Linked DNA regions of Mus musculus: regions 1 and 2 are each linked to region 3. Evidence: chromatin contacts called from public HiChIP or PLAC-seq and promoter capture Hi-C data. All regions are on one chromosome and are shown on one strand. Each heading gives the region's core, a stretch centred on a gene start, on an enhancer-like site or on the middle of the called end of the contact. The rest is flanking DNA. Distances are from core to core; before and after follow the strand shown.

Evidence for each region. Promoter capture Hi-C pulls out the DNA fragments that hold promoters and counts their contacts. HiChIP or PLAC-seq counts read pairs in DNA pulled down with a chosen protein or histone mark.
Region 1: an H3K27ac HiChIP or PLAC-seq map of bone marrow-derived dendritic cells shows a contact between it and region 3, with 4 times the contacts expected there. The contact joins the enhancer-like site here to the promoter of Inhba in region 3. A contact is called at or near these places in 14 of 39 promoter capture datasets (the 3T3-L1 cell line, the HPC-7 cell line, HPC-7-derived erythroid cells and 9 more), 2 of 15 datasets of contacts at CTCF or cohesin (large pre-B cells and pro-B cells), 30 of 484 Hi-C or Micro-C datasets (the 63-12 cell line, B cells, ECoMG-derived neutrophils and 21 more), 9 of 115 datasets of contacts at active chromatin or transcription factors (the NIH/3T3 cell line, bone marrow-derived dendritic cells, bone marrow-derived macrophages and 6 more) and 1 of 9 other capture datasets (macrophages).
Region 2: a promoter capture Hi-C map of liver shows a contact between it and region 3. The contact joins the enhancer-like site here to the promoter of Inhba in region 3. A contact is called at or near these places in 10 of 39 promoter capture datasets (the 3T3-L1 cell line, 3T3-L1-derived adipocytes, cranial neural crest and 5 more), 3 of 15 datasets of contacts at CTCF or cohesin (the NIH/3T3 cell line, large pre-B cells and pro-B cells), 3 of 484 Hi-C or Micro-C datasets (large pre-B cells, liver and macrophages), 7 of 115 datasets of contacts at active chromatin or transcription factors (the NIH/3T3 cell line, astrocytes, bone marrow-derived macrophages and 4 more) and 2 of 9 other capture datasets (embryonic stem cells and pancreatic islet).

The regions. Positions count from the first base shown.
Region 1 is chr13:16,463,005-16,467,127 of GRCm38.p6, reverse strand. No RefSeq gene overlaps it. Among named protein-coding and RNA genes, the nearest start is that of Gm31711, 200 kb to the right of the region's middle. Within about 2 kb of position 1,602, at least 7 of the 459 cell types and tissues checked have an H3K27ac peak or open chromatin away from gene starts, as enhancers often do. A contact at or near this core is called in bone marrow-derived dendritic cells, where this site is marked.
Region 2 is chr13:16,313,447-16,317,363 of GRCm38.p6, reverse strand. No RefSeq gene overlaps it. Among named protein-coding and RNA genes, the nearest start is that of Gm31711, 54 kb to the right of the region's middle. Within about 2 kb of position 1,498, at least 21 of the 459 cell types and tissues checked have an H3K27ac peak or open chromatin away from gene starts, as enhancers often do. A contact at or near this core is called in liver, where this site is marked.
Region 3 is chr13:16,010,213-16,013,961 of GRCm38.p6, reverse strand. It overlaps Inhba (inhibin beta-A), which reads right to left and starts at 2,111. Exons shown (of 5, transcript NM_008380.2): 1 at 1,872-2,111; 2 at 1,576-1,762. It also overlaps the pseudogene B230303A05Rik.

The DNA of each region.
Region 1 (4,123 bases), core at 353-2,852, 450 kb before region 3:
GCACTGGTATAGACTCATATGAGACAGCTATACCAGAGTCCCTTCATCAAAATCTTGCTGGCATATGCAATAGTGTCTGGGTTTGGTGGCTGATTATGGGATGAATCCCTGGGTGGGGTAGTCTCTGGATGGTCCATCCTTTTGTCTTTGCTCCAAACTCTGTCTCTATAACTCCTTTTATGGGTATTTTGTTCCCTATTCTAAGGAGGAAGGAAGTATCCACCCATTGGTCTTCCCTCTTCTTGATTTTCTTGTTAAACCACTTTTTCTTTTTTATTTCTTTTACTATTTCTGTAAGTCAGACCTACTGGTAGCATTTCATCCTTTTAGTTTGCAAAGATGACTCATATCTTTTCACAGGACATGGAAAACCAGGGTCTTTCTGCTATTTGTATCTCATCAATCAGTGTTCTAATTACTTACTTCTTTTTTATTTGGTTTCTAAGGAAAAGTAAGATTAATTCTTATTTTTGTCCATAGGGAAGAATCTCTCCAATCCTATGAAGCCTATTTTAAGATTTTTTTCCTTTGATTTTGTTTAGTTTAGGAATGATATGCCTGGCTGCAGGGTTTTTCATCCCCCACTCTCTCTTTCTTTTTTCTTTCTGTCTTTGAGCATCTTCATTATTTCTTCAAATAAACCGTTTATAATACAATTGCTTTCTCTTGTAATTCTCTTTGTCGCATATCCGTCCACATAGTGATACCTTTCATAGTTGTGCCATAGCTCTGTAATTTTATTTTGAGACAGATATACATGTACTACATGTGCTTGGACTTACTCGGCAGTTGAGGCATACCCTGCACTGTATATTCTCCTGCTTCTAAGTCCCAGCTGCTAAGATTATAGGTATGTGTGTCAAACTCACAAAAGTTAGGGACCTCCTACCTACAGGGCCAGAAATAGAAAGTTTGTAGACAGTTATTTTTAAAGTGTGATTTAAAAATTATTTAAAGATAATAAAATAATTAATATTATGCCATTTAGTGAAAGGAATACATAGGTTACGATCTAAATAATTGATTTTTTTTTCTTCCCTGACTGTTCTTCTAGTCAAGCCTGGGCAGGCATTTCATGGCTCATCTTCAGTAGACACAGAGTAGAGCCAAGGGGGTTGTTTCATGAATCAAGGTTCCTGTATAGATTTGACTCAGACTGTGAGTACAGACTTTCTCTAGCTAAAGAATACTTCCTACTTGCTGTCCTTGGGAAAATCCCAAGGATTTTTGGATTAATCACTAGCAAGACCATGTAGAATTCCATCCTTAAGACTTTTTGACTACTACCAACTTTTTAGGCAGATTTGCACTTCATTCTCACAAGATGAGCAAAATGAGTAACGGAGCTTCTTACTTATTGATTAATTCCTATGTACCGCAGGGCAAAGCCTGCGTATGTAGTAACTAGTTCTTTCTTACCACAAGCACTATTCCTATCTCTCTGAGATTTTTAAGTCTGTGTTCCAGGAATCTTGCTAATAACCACATTAGAGTTTGCATTACTATTAGTTTGAAATGTATCTGAGAACATCTATAGAGAACTCCAAGGTTACACTAAAACCTATGTTCCCCTCAGCTAACCAGAAGAGAGAACTGAAACTCAAGAGTCAAAGCCTGTCTGAGGACACAGAGTTGTCAAGGATCAGATCTGATCTCAGCATTGTCTGACTGGAAAGACCTGTGCTTATACTCAGCACACACGGTTTTAGACTGCAAAAGGTGTTCTGAGAAAACTCTTATGACAGATTGAGGTAATCCAGTGAAGAACCCTTTTCAGATATTGCCTAAGTCCCCATCCTTGATCTTTCATCTGGAAAGTTACCCCCATTAAAGGCATCTCTGCATATACATGACTAACATCAGTCATTTCAGAGATGAACCAGAGGAAGGAAAAAAAGCTATGAAAAGAAGGGCTATAGTCCCTGGAAATGCACACAATAGTGATTTTTTTTTTCCCAAGGAGAGACTAATTACCTTTCGAAATTCCAAAAATGTCAAACTGATTATGGAGTATGCTCTTTTTTCTTATAACATCACATGCACAAGAGTTATTTTGGGATAATGAGCAATTTTAATCTTGCTTAATAAAAGCTATTCACAGGGCACTTTAGGAGGTATCTGCATATAAGTAGTCTTTCTAAACTTCTTTCTCCTTTCAGTGGCATTTATTCAAGAGTATGCAAATTTTTCTAAAACTGGCAGCTAAATTTAGAAATCAGAAGGGCAAAGCTATAAACCTGAGTAAATTTTCTGTTTTTTGAAAAAGATACCTAGAAAAAATAAAAGAAAGGAAAGAAAATTGAATAGAATATGAATTTCATAAGGCTTACAAACTATAAAATTATTGATAAAAATTTAATTCACATGTTCAAATTTCACTTATGTTTGAGGGTCCTAATTGTATAGGTATGAGAAAATAAATGGAGGGTATTTGTTACCTCAGTTTTAGCATTACTAACATTAGGCCATGTTATATTTGCAAAAAATTTTATTTGATAATTGGAGCTTTGTTGGAAAATTCTAGAAGAGACTGCAAAAACAGTAGTAAGCCAGGATTGTAGGCTCCGTCTTTGCTTCTCAATGTGATCCAGTGCCACCAGCAGAGGCATCACCTGGTAGCTGGTTGAAGATGCAAATTCTTAGGCTCTACCTGAAATACACAGAATCAGACTCTGCATCTTACCAGGATACTACCATACTGCCTTCTCCAATGTTCATGTCCAGGGACTCTAAGCACAAACTGAAAAACAAGAACAGTTCTATTTTGAAGTAGCCTGTAATGTTCAAATCCTCACCTGGCTCCTGGTTAGGTACTCATCTATGTAACTCCTCAACACATAGATATGATTACAGGAGCCATTTTTATTTTGTAAGGTTCTTCAAGGCTCTTTCCCATTTTCACTTCGATTTGATTCAGTGTATCTGGTTTTATGTTGAGGTCCTTGATCCACTTGGACTTGAGCTTTGTGCAAGGTGACAAATATGGCTCTATTTCCATTTTTCTACATACAGACAGTTAGACCAGCACCATTTATTGAAGATGTGTTTGTTTGTACTATATGTTTCATCCTTGCTTCTTTGTTTCTTTTCTTCTCCCCCCTCTCTCTCTTTCTTTCTTTTGCATGTATGTATGTATGTGTATGTGTGTGTGTGCACATGCATGCTTGCATGTATGTCAGCATGTTTGTGGGAGCTTGTCTGGGCACTGGGGATTTAAACTTGGTCCTTATGCTTGTTTGCATGGAGAGTATCTCTTCCATTGAGCCATCTCCTAAGCTTAACTACCCACTTCTTTACTTATTCCCTATCTCCATAGCTTTGAAAAGTGTTGCAGATATGTCAATTTAATAACCGGTTTACAGGGTAAAATCTACATTTTGGAGTGGTGCAGGGTGGGGTGGGATGTGGAATAGTGCAATGGGTAATCTATTTACTATATGAAAACTTGTCTTCTAACTAGACTGTTTCTCTTTAGTTGTAACATAGCTAAATGTTATCCTTGCTGAGTAGAAAACTTAATTTTTATTAATGCTCCATTTTATATCCTACTGTCTTACTTGACAGGCAGGGTTGGGTTACTGAAAAGCATGTAATTCACGTTAAGCTAACACTATTCTCCTTTCCTGGTGGTTTCCTCTTTGATTGTCCTAAGGTAACATCTGTTGGTTCATCAGAAGAAACGAATTGCCTATGCAAAACTGAACATGCTGAAGGTTGCTGTGAGAAAACAGAATGCACCACACGTTAAAACCATTAATAAAAAGTATGTACTTACCCTACAAATGCCATAAAATGGCTAAGTGTCAACTAGATGTTAACTGTTAAAGAAAAGTTTTGTGTTTCTAAATCTTCCCAGTAATTGGCAGAAAGGAGTAGAAGCCTTTTCAGGAGTATTTTTGCTCAAGCCCAGTTCAAATTGGTCACCTCATTTGGTTCTATTACTGTTTCCATAATCCTACAGACAAAATGCATGTAGTTCTTTTTACCAGATATCTGAGGGGTGCTGTCTAGCTGGAAGTATTAAGAGTTCGTATGAGGCAGATGAAGCATCCTGTAGCTCACAGAAGGCTACTGCTCCTAACTAAGCATCTACTTACTGTCTACTGTGTATTCATGTCTTAAA
Region 2 (3,917 bases), core at 249-2,748, 300 kb before region 3:
TTTTAACCTCTTTTGTCTCTAAACTGTTTTCCTACTGTCAGATGATTTTCAATGTCCTTATCATTGCCCTTATAAGAGACATTTTAAAGCCTTTTCCTGACTAGGAAGAGAAAATGGTACAATGACTGACTAGTACCTGAGTATTAAGTATGTCACCAAAATGTGTAAAATTCTATTTTAGTGGTGCTGTTTGTTTGTTTGTTTGTTCTAGTGTGTGTGTGTTTGTGAGTGTTTATGCATATTTGTGTTTGTGCATGTGTATGCATGTATGTGTGGTGTGTCTATTTCTGTGTGTGTTTACATATGTGTGGTATGTGTGCATGCAAGTATGTGTGTGTGTGTGTGTGTGTGTGTGTGTGTGTGTGTGTGTGTGTGATTTCTGCTAGAAATAGAGCAATCAGCATCCTTTATGTGTGCACAGAGGATCACTATGTTGTAAAGTCCAGGGAGGATATTGGACTTGGCATACTGCTCATACTGCCCATAACAGTACTGTTGAATAAGTATTCCTAGAACTGCATTCTGTGTAGTTGGAAGAACTTGGCTTCTTTGGACTTTGACTCAATCCTAGGAAGTGATCTGGCAGCTCAGGAGAGGTATCTGGCCCACAATGAATCAGACCTTGACCTGGACCTCATTGGAGCCAAGATCCTTTGAGTGCATGAGCTCCACATCCTTGGATAGATGAAAGGGTGGTGAGAGTGGCCTCAGTGGCCTCAGGGTTGTGTTTAAGGTCAAAATGGCACACGGGAGCGAATTGTGTCCTGGGCAGTAGCACTTGGGAGTCACTTCTGACTGCAACTACTTCTATAACTTGTAAGATGTTTCTTGGAATCTGAAACACATTGCTTTCATACATCCAGCTTATCCAAATTAGTAGAAATGAAAAGATGCAGTTAAAATGGATATTTTTCTTGTCTTATTTTATAAAGCATTTGAGGTCTGGAGAGAACCTGATTGGCCTGCTGGCAGGCTAATCTGTGGGCCTAGATGCTCTCAGAATCTCCTGTATGGAGCTTTCTCAGGAACTGTGGCTTTATGCTGAGACTTTCTTGTGAAACAGTGGGATTTGGGCTGTGTTCCAGCATGTGCGAGTATTTATTATTAGATCTCATAATCATAATCACTGTAAACATTAATGCATTTTAACAATCTGGCAGCCGGTACCTTAAATCCCCAGGAATCTTAGTCAAATCCCAAAGAACATTTTTAACAGTTGTTTGGGGGCATTAGGAACAACATTTACAAGCAAGGAAAGACCAGTTTTCCAATTTTCAAACAGTTCTGATTGATGTCTCCAGACTAAACTACCATTTTGGATCCCTAGCCTTTGGACCATTGCATTATATGGCAACTCAAAGAAGGTTTAATAGGAATACATATAATCCAAATACCTCCTGGAAGTAGTTTTTGATGAATGGCCATAACCTAGATAAGAGGCAAGAGATTGCACTAATCATGCCCTGTTTGGGTTTGGTCCAGGGTTGTCAAACTCAAAGGCCATTTGAGTTTCAGGGATTCACAACGCTCGGCTTTCATCACTCCTTTGCTCTTAGAGAGCCTTGTACTTAGCTCAATAAAGTTCTTATTGACAGAGAGAAAGAAGAAGAGAGATTTTGAGAGATTTACAGGGAGAGATTTCAAAAGGGGGGTAGATTTAGAAAGAAGGAAGAAGAAAAGAAGAAAGCAGAGGAGGAAGGGAGGGGAAGAGAGGAAGGAAAGGGAAAGTTTTCTTGAACTTTATTTAACACATTAGGATGCATAAGGATAAATGATTTAGAAACCCATGGATTAAACTTTCTTTGCCAGATGTGTAGATTCAAAAACTAGTGAGGGGGCAGTGGTGGCGCACACCTTTAATCCCAGCACTTGGGAGGCAGAGGCAGGCAGACTGCTGAGTTCTAGGCCAGCCTGGTCTACAGAGTGAGTTACAGGACAACTAGGGCTACACAGAGAAACCCTGATGCGAAAAAACAAACAAACAAAAAACAAACAAACAAACAAATCAAACCTAGTGAGGACCTATGCTTAATTTGCCTTGAAGAATCTATGCTAAATTTGTCTCATCAGTTTCACTCATACCTTTAAGCATTTTGTATAGGAGGACTGAACTTCGAGGGCAGGCAGGCATATGCAAGAACCTCTTTTCTGCTCCCACTACCACCAGAGATGCTGCATGTAGCCATTCACCTTCACCTGCACAAGCCTTCTTTCAGTTGTGAGCTATAGGGTTCTCAAAGGCAAGGTTTCTCAGAACTCTTGTCCCTCTACTGTGTAATAAGTACCACTGGATACCAGCATGTAGTACATTTCAAATAGATCTACTAACTATTATATATTAGAAGAACTAAAGTTCTGTTTGTAGAGGACTGCGTCAATGTCAATGGGATTATGAAGCTCACTTCCTCCTGTTCCATCTCCACTCTTTCTGGTCTTGTGCTTAAACTGCAGTCAGAATACACTCAAACTGTAGGTGGCCAGAACTGCTGACTCATCAGAGGCCATACCACAGGCTTTCCAAACTGTCAGCTAACCACACTCAAATTGTATTCCGACAGTGAGCTTCACTGTGTTATTGGTTGTCAACACTCTGAAACTGTTTTTTTTTTTTTTTTTTTTTTGTTCCCCAAAGTTTAGGTTTGGTAAAACTTGGAACATGGTTTTCCAAGAACACTACCCCCCACAGTCTAAATGATGTATATTTTAGTGGAAATTTTATCCATGTGCCCTTCAGCTCATTCACACATATTTTCTTTTAGTAGGGGCTGTTGTGAGATTTTTTTTTTAATGCAACCTTTTTCACTTAAATATCAAGTTGCATTTTTCCCTGTGGGTGTCCAGGGCAGGCAAGCTTTGTCCTGATATTGGGGAACCCTGTGTTACAGGCACCTATCTCCCAGATGAGGCATTGATACTTACCTGCCTATGCTGTGATATGAGTCCCTTCTCTGGTGGTTTGAAGGAAAGTGAGCCCTCCAGTATAGATTCATGTGTTTGAATACCCAGTTAGCAGAAATGTTTGAGAAAGATTAGGAAGTTTGGTCTTGTGGGAGGACATGTGTCACTGGAAGAGCTTTGGGGTTTCAAGACTTTACCAGTTACCTATGTGAATCAAGATGCAAGTTTTTAGCTACTATTCCAGTGCCACACTTGCCTACTGCTGCCATGCCTCCTGCCATAGTGGTCATGGATTCATGATCTGAAACTGTAACTCTTCCTCCAAAAACTCTTCTAAAGTTGCTTTGGTTGTAGGGTTTTGTCATAGCAATTGCGAAGCAGCCAAGACACCTGCCTTCTTGCTAGGAATTAGTTTAGGCATAGGCATTTGTTCTTCTCCTGCTCAGGGTTCTAATGGACAGGATTCTAGCAACATTCTCTCCACTCTTAATCTGTAAACAGGTGTCTAGAAGAACAGTGACTTGTTGAATCATCAGGAAACTATGAAAATAATTCCATTTCCTTTTGGGATATTTTTTAATACCAAGAAAATATGAGACCTTTGTGTGCTAGACAAGAGCTCTTCCATTGAGTTACATCACTACTCATTTTTTACTTACCTTTAAAAAAAATAGGTGCTCAGGCTGGCTTTAAATTCACTCTATAGCTCAGACTGACCTTGCATTTTTAATCCCCCTGCTTCAGCATTCCTAATCACTGAGATTATAAGCCTATGCCACCAGAACAACTCAGTTAAAATCTTGAATTTCAGATTTTTAAATAATTTAATTTTGTGTATGGTTATCTTGTCTGATTATATGTCTGTGCACAATGTCACTCAGAACAGAAGGGGGTATGAGATCTCCTGGTACCTGAGTCACAGATGGTTGTGATCTTTCATGTGGGTGCTGGGAATTGAATCCTGGTCCTCTTGAAGAGCAACAAGTGCTCCTAAATGATGAGCCACCTTTCCAGCATTT
Region 3 (3,749 bases), core at 862-3,361:
AAAATCTGTATGTCCATGTGGTGATGGTCTCCCTGCTTTGACTCACACTATTAATTTACACCTTGAAATTGAATGCCTGCTTCATACATCATTTATCACCTCGGACTTGGGAAATGGTCTTCCTTTGCAAGTGAACTTCATAAGTATCCTGCCTAGATGAGTCCCATCCTAACTAGCAAAAACAACAGTAACACACACACACACACACACACACACACACACACACACCTGCATCTTTTCTTTAAAAGCTAGAACTTCAAGTCCAATCATTTGTAAACACTATAAATATGAGTTTAATGAAAAGAAGTGAACTCTCCTTAAAATAGAAGTAAAGTTAGGTTTGGGTTTTCTTTTGCCTGGGTCACACTGGCAGGGAGATAACATAGAGAGAGACGAATGCCCCGATAAGCACAGTGAAGAAGGGCTGTTGTTCTCGGGGCGAAGTACAGCTAAGGCACTGACCAGGTTCTTATGACAAGTTGGATAAAACGTGCAAAACTGGGGACTAATGAAAGCCATATGACCAGATATGTTGTTTCGTGTGCCGGATTTAAGATGCATAAAATAAACTTTTCACTGTGCCCATAAGCAAACTGTAGAGGCTCTGGTCTCCTGATGTGAAGTGGGGAAGGTTTCTTTATGACACCAGGAGCTGTCTGTGAAAGGGTCTCTCTTGAGGGCTTTCAAAGTGTGGATGCTAGCTATATGTGGGGGAAGGGGAGGGGCAAGGGGAAGGAGTATTCTAAGATCCGCATAAGAGAACTGAAGTAGGAAATAAAGTTGCAGGGGAAAATGACAGGAATATGGGTGGCAAAGACAGAAAGATAATCAGTGATAGTCATTTCCATTCCAACCCCAACCCCGGGGTGAACATAAACCTTTGGAAGAGAGGCACTTCCATGCTGTTTGATAAGAATCCCTGAGCATCTAAACTCATTTCTTGCCTCACACATAACTTCAGGGAAAGTCCCACTTGCACCCGAATGTAGATTGTAGACTGGCTTGGCACAGAAAAGTGCCCGAATCAGACCCCAGCTCCGGGGCGCCCTCCTAATTTAAACTCAAGCCTCAGTGTTTCCATCTATAAAGTGGGATGTATAATTTCAGGATCAAAACTCAGTGGTCACAAAAGAATGTTATTTCGGAGCATCCCTGTAGTTTCTTAAGCATGTGTGTCATAAGAATGTTCAAGACCCTGACTGCAGGGGCCGCCTCACACAGGGTCACTCTGAGACCCTGTTGGCCTTTGACACCCTGAAAGTGCCAACCTGCTAAGCCAGTCTAGCAGCTATGACGTAGCTGAATCTCCCCCAACCTCAGAGCTGGAACCACTTTGGGAAAGCCTCCTCTCCTCCATGGAAATCCAGGTGGGGGTGGTGGAGGAAGCAGGTAGGTTAAAATGCTTCTGTGGAATATTCTGGGCTGAGGATCAGCGTTTCCCAGCTGAATTCCAGGGCCCAGGGCGTGCGCTGGTCAGCGCAGCTCTGAGCGGGGTTGGTTTCTCTTTCACTTCCTGCCCCTCCCGCGGAGACTCCCTGCACCCAGGCCCTGTCCCTTTTCAGCTTGCCACCGTACCTTGAGCAGCACCTGCTGGCAGTTTCCAGGGATCACTCCCGAATGCGCAGCTCCAGCCCGGCTCGCGGGACGCCTGGACTCAGGGGCCAAGCTGGTCCAAGCGGCCGCCTCTATTTTTACCCTGAACACCAGCAAGGGCAACTTCGTTTAAAAGCGCAGCTCTTGATTTTTCCCCCCCTTTTGGCAGCTAAAGAATTCAGGGAGGGGAAAGAAAAAAAAAAAATCACTGTTCAGTGAGTGCAGCCGGGAATCTCTGATCCCAGCCCTCGGTGCCAGGGAATGTCAGGGACCAGGACCTGCAGTGGGGCTGCCGGTCTCCTGGCCAACGGAGGCGAGCGGCAGCTCAGGCCCCGCACCCGCAGACTGCCCCTTCCCGAGTGTAGAGTTCGGTCCCACCGACTACCGCACTGGCAGAGTGGCCCGCTGCCACCGCGCTCTGCACCTAGCGGAGGCGTTCTGATTTACTGGCTACTTCACAAAGCTCCAACTCCACGCTGGCCCGGTGCTGCCTGGAGGAGCAGCCACTAGCGAACCCCGGGAGCAGCTTGCTGTGAGGAGGAGCCCGGAGGGAAACTGGTACCTTATTTTACTGTAATTGCAAAAGAAGAGATGTGCCAGAGATTTATATTTAGAAGTTGTATGTTTCTACTTTTATGTAAATGGAGCAATTAGGGCCTGTCTTGTTTCTGCTAACTCGGATGCGTGAGCATTGCTGGGGAGCTGGTGTTTTCAATCACAATTAGTGAGCTGGTCAAGAAACAAAGTTCCTTTGAGGATAGAGCTCCTTTGTGTGGATGAGGGAAACCTGCGTTTCAGTGCTGGCCGGTGGCTTGTGGTGACACACATCTTAGGGGCATAGCTAACTCTGGACTAGTGTGTTTGCCCTGTGCAGCAGCTGGGCCCATATAAAGTTGGCAGAGATCAAGTCGTGAGAATATTCACTTTTCCTCTCAAGCAAACCGTATGTCCTTAAGCTTTCATGCAGGCTATTAATCGCTCTTCCCTCACTATCCCTGAAGCAAGGAGACAGGCTTGGAAAGGAAGCCGTTTTCCACGACTCTGACTCTGTGGTTAGCTGCTGCTCACAGATCCTGTGATTCAGTGAAACATGCAAGCCAGAGAATGTGGACACCTTAAGCAGGTGACTGACAAGTGTCCTCTGATTCAACTGAATGACAGGAGGCTGGTGGTTCAGAGGCACAGACAAGCTGCTGATAACTCAGGGTGTTTGGTTCCTTCCTATGAAAAATCTGTTTCAAAAAAAAAAATTCATGATTTCTGCCTGCCTTGCTGGGAAAGTAAACATGAAACGTGACTATAAAAATGAAAAGAACCTTTGAGGTGTTCTCATCAGCTACGTGTTGTTCTGGGCTTAAGGGGTGGTGGGGGGGGGGGGAAGACCTGGCCTCCTTGGTTAGGGTTACCCTCTCCCCCACAAGAGACAGCACAACATCCAGAAAACATGGGCAGGACTCTGAATGATATTTGCTGCAGTAAACTGTGGAAGTCCCTGTCTAACCATCCCATCAAACGGCTTTGGTAGAGTATGGGGTTGGCAAACCTGTCTGTTTCCTACAGGCCACAGCCTGCAACTAGTTTGGGCCAAATGTTAGATACCAGGATTTGGGCCAGAGATGGAGCGGCACTTTGCAGTCAAAAATCCAACTAGGGGGCTGTGTGCTTCTAAGCTAGAACAAGAATGAATAGTTCAAAACCGAACTGGAAAGGGGGGCATTCACATTGCTCTGAACTGTATCCAAAACAACAAATAAGAGACGGTTAACCCCAAACTCCCTGATTCCTAAGACTCACATTTTTTCTCAGAACCACCTGAGTATCCCTTCAGGCCTCATGCTGTCTATGAGGACCTGCCTTCAGGATATTGAAGACTGTCATCTGAACAGTGGCCCCAGATGCTACAGTTAAAAAATGGGAAAAGAAAAAGAAGGAAAAATTCCGTAAGTAAAGCGTTGTTGTTCACTCCAGAACAGCGGTTCTCAGCTGAACTGGTTTCTCTCTCCGGGACATCTGACAATGCGTTCAGCTGTCATAACCAGGAAGGAGGTGCCACTGGCATCTACTGAACAGAGGCCAATGCTAAGAGCTCTCCTACAATGCACAGCACAGGATGGTGCCCACGCTAGAAAAATTAGCAATGATTATACAGTGAGAAG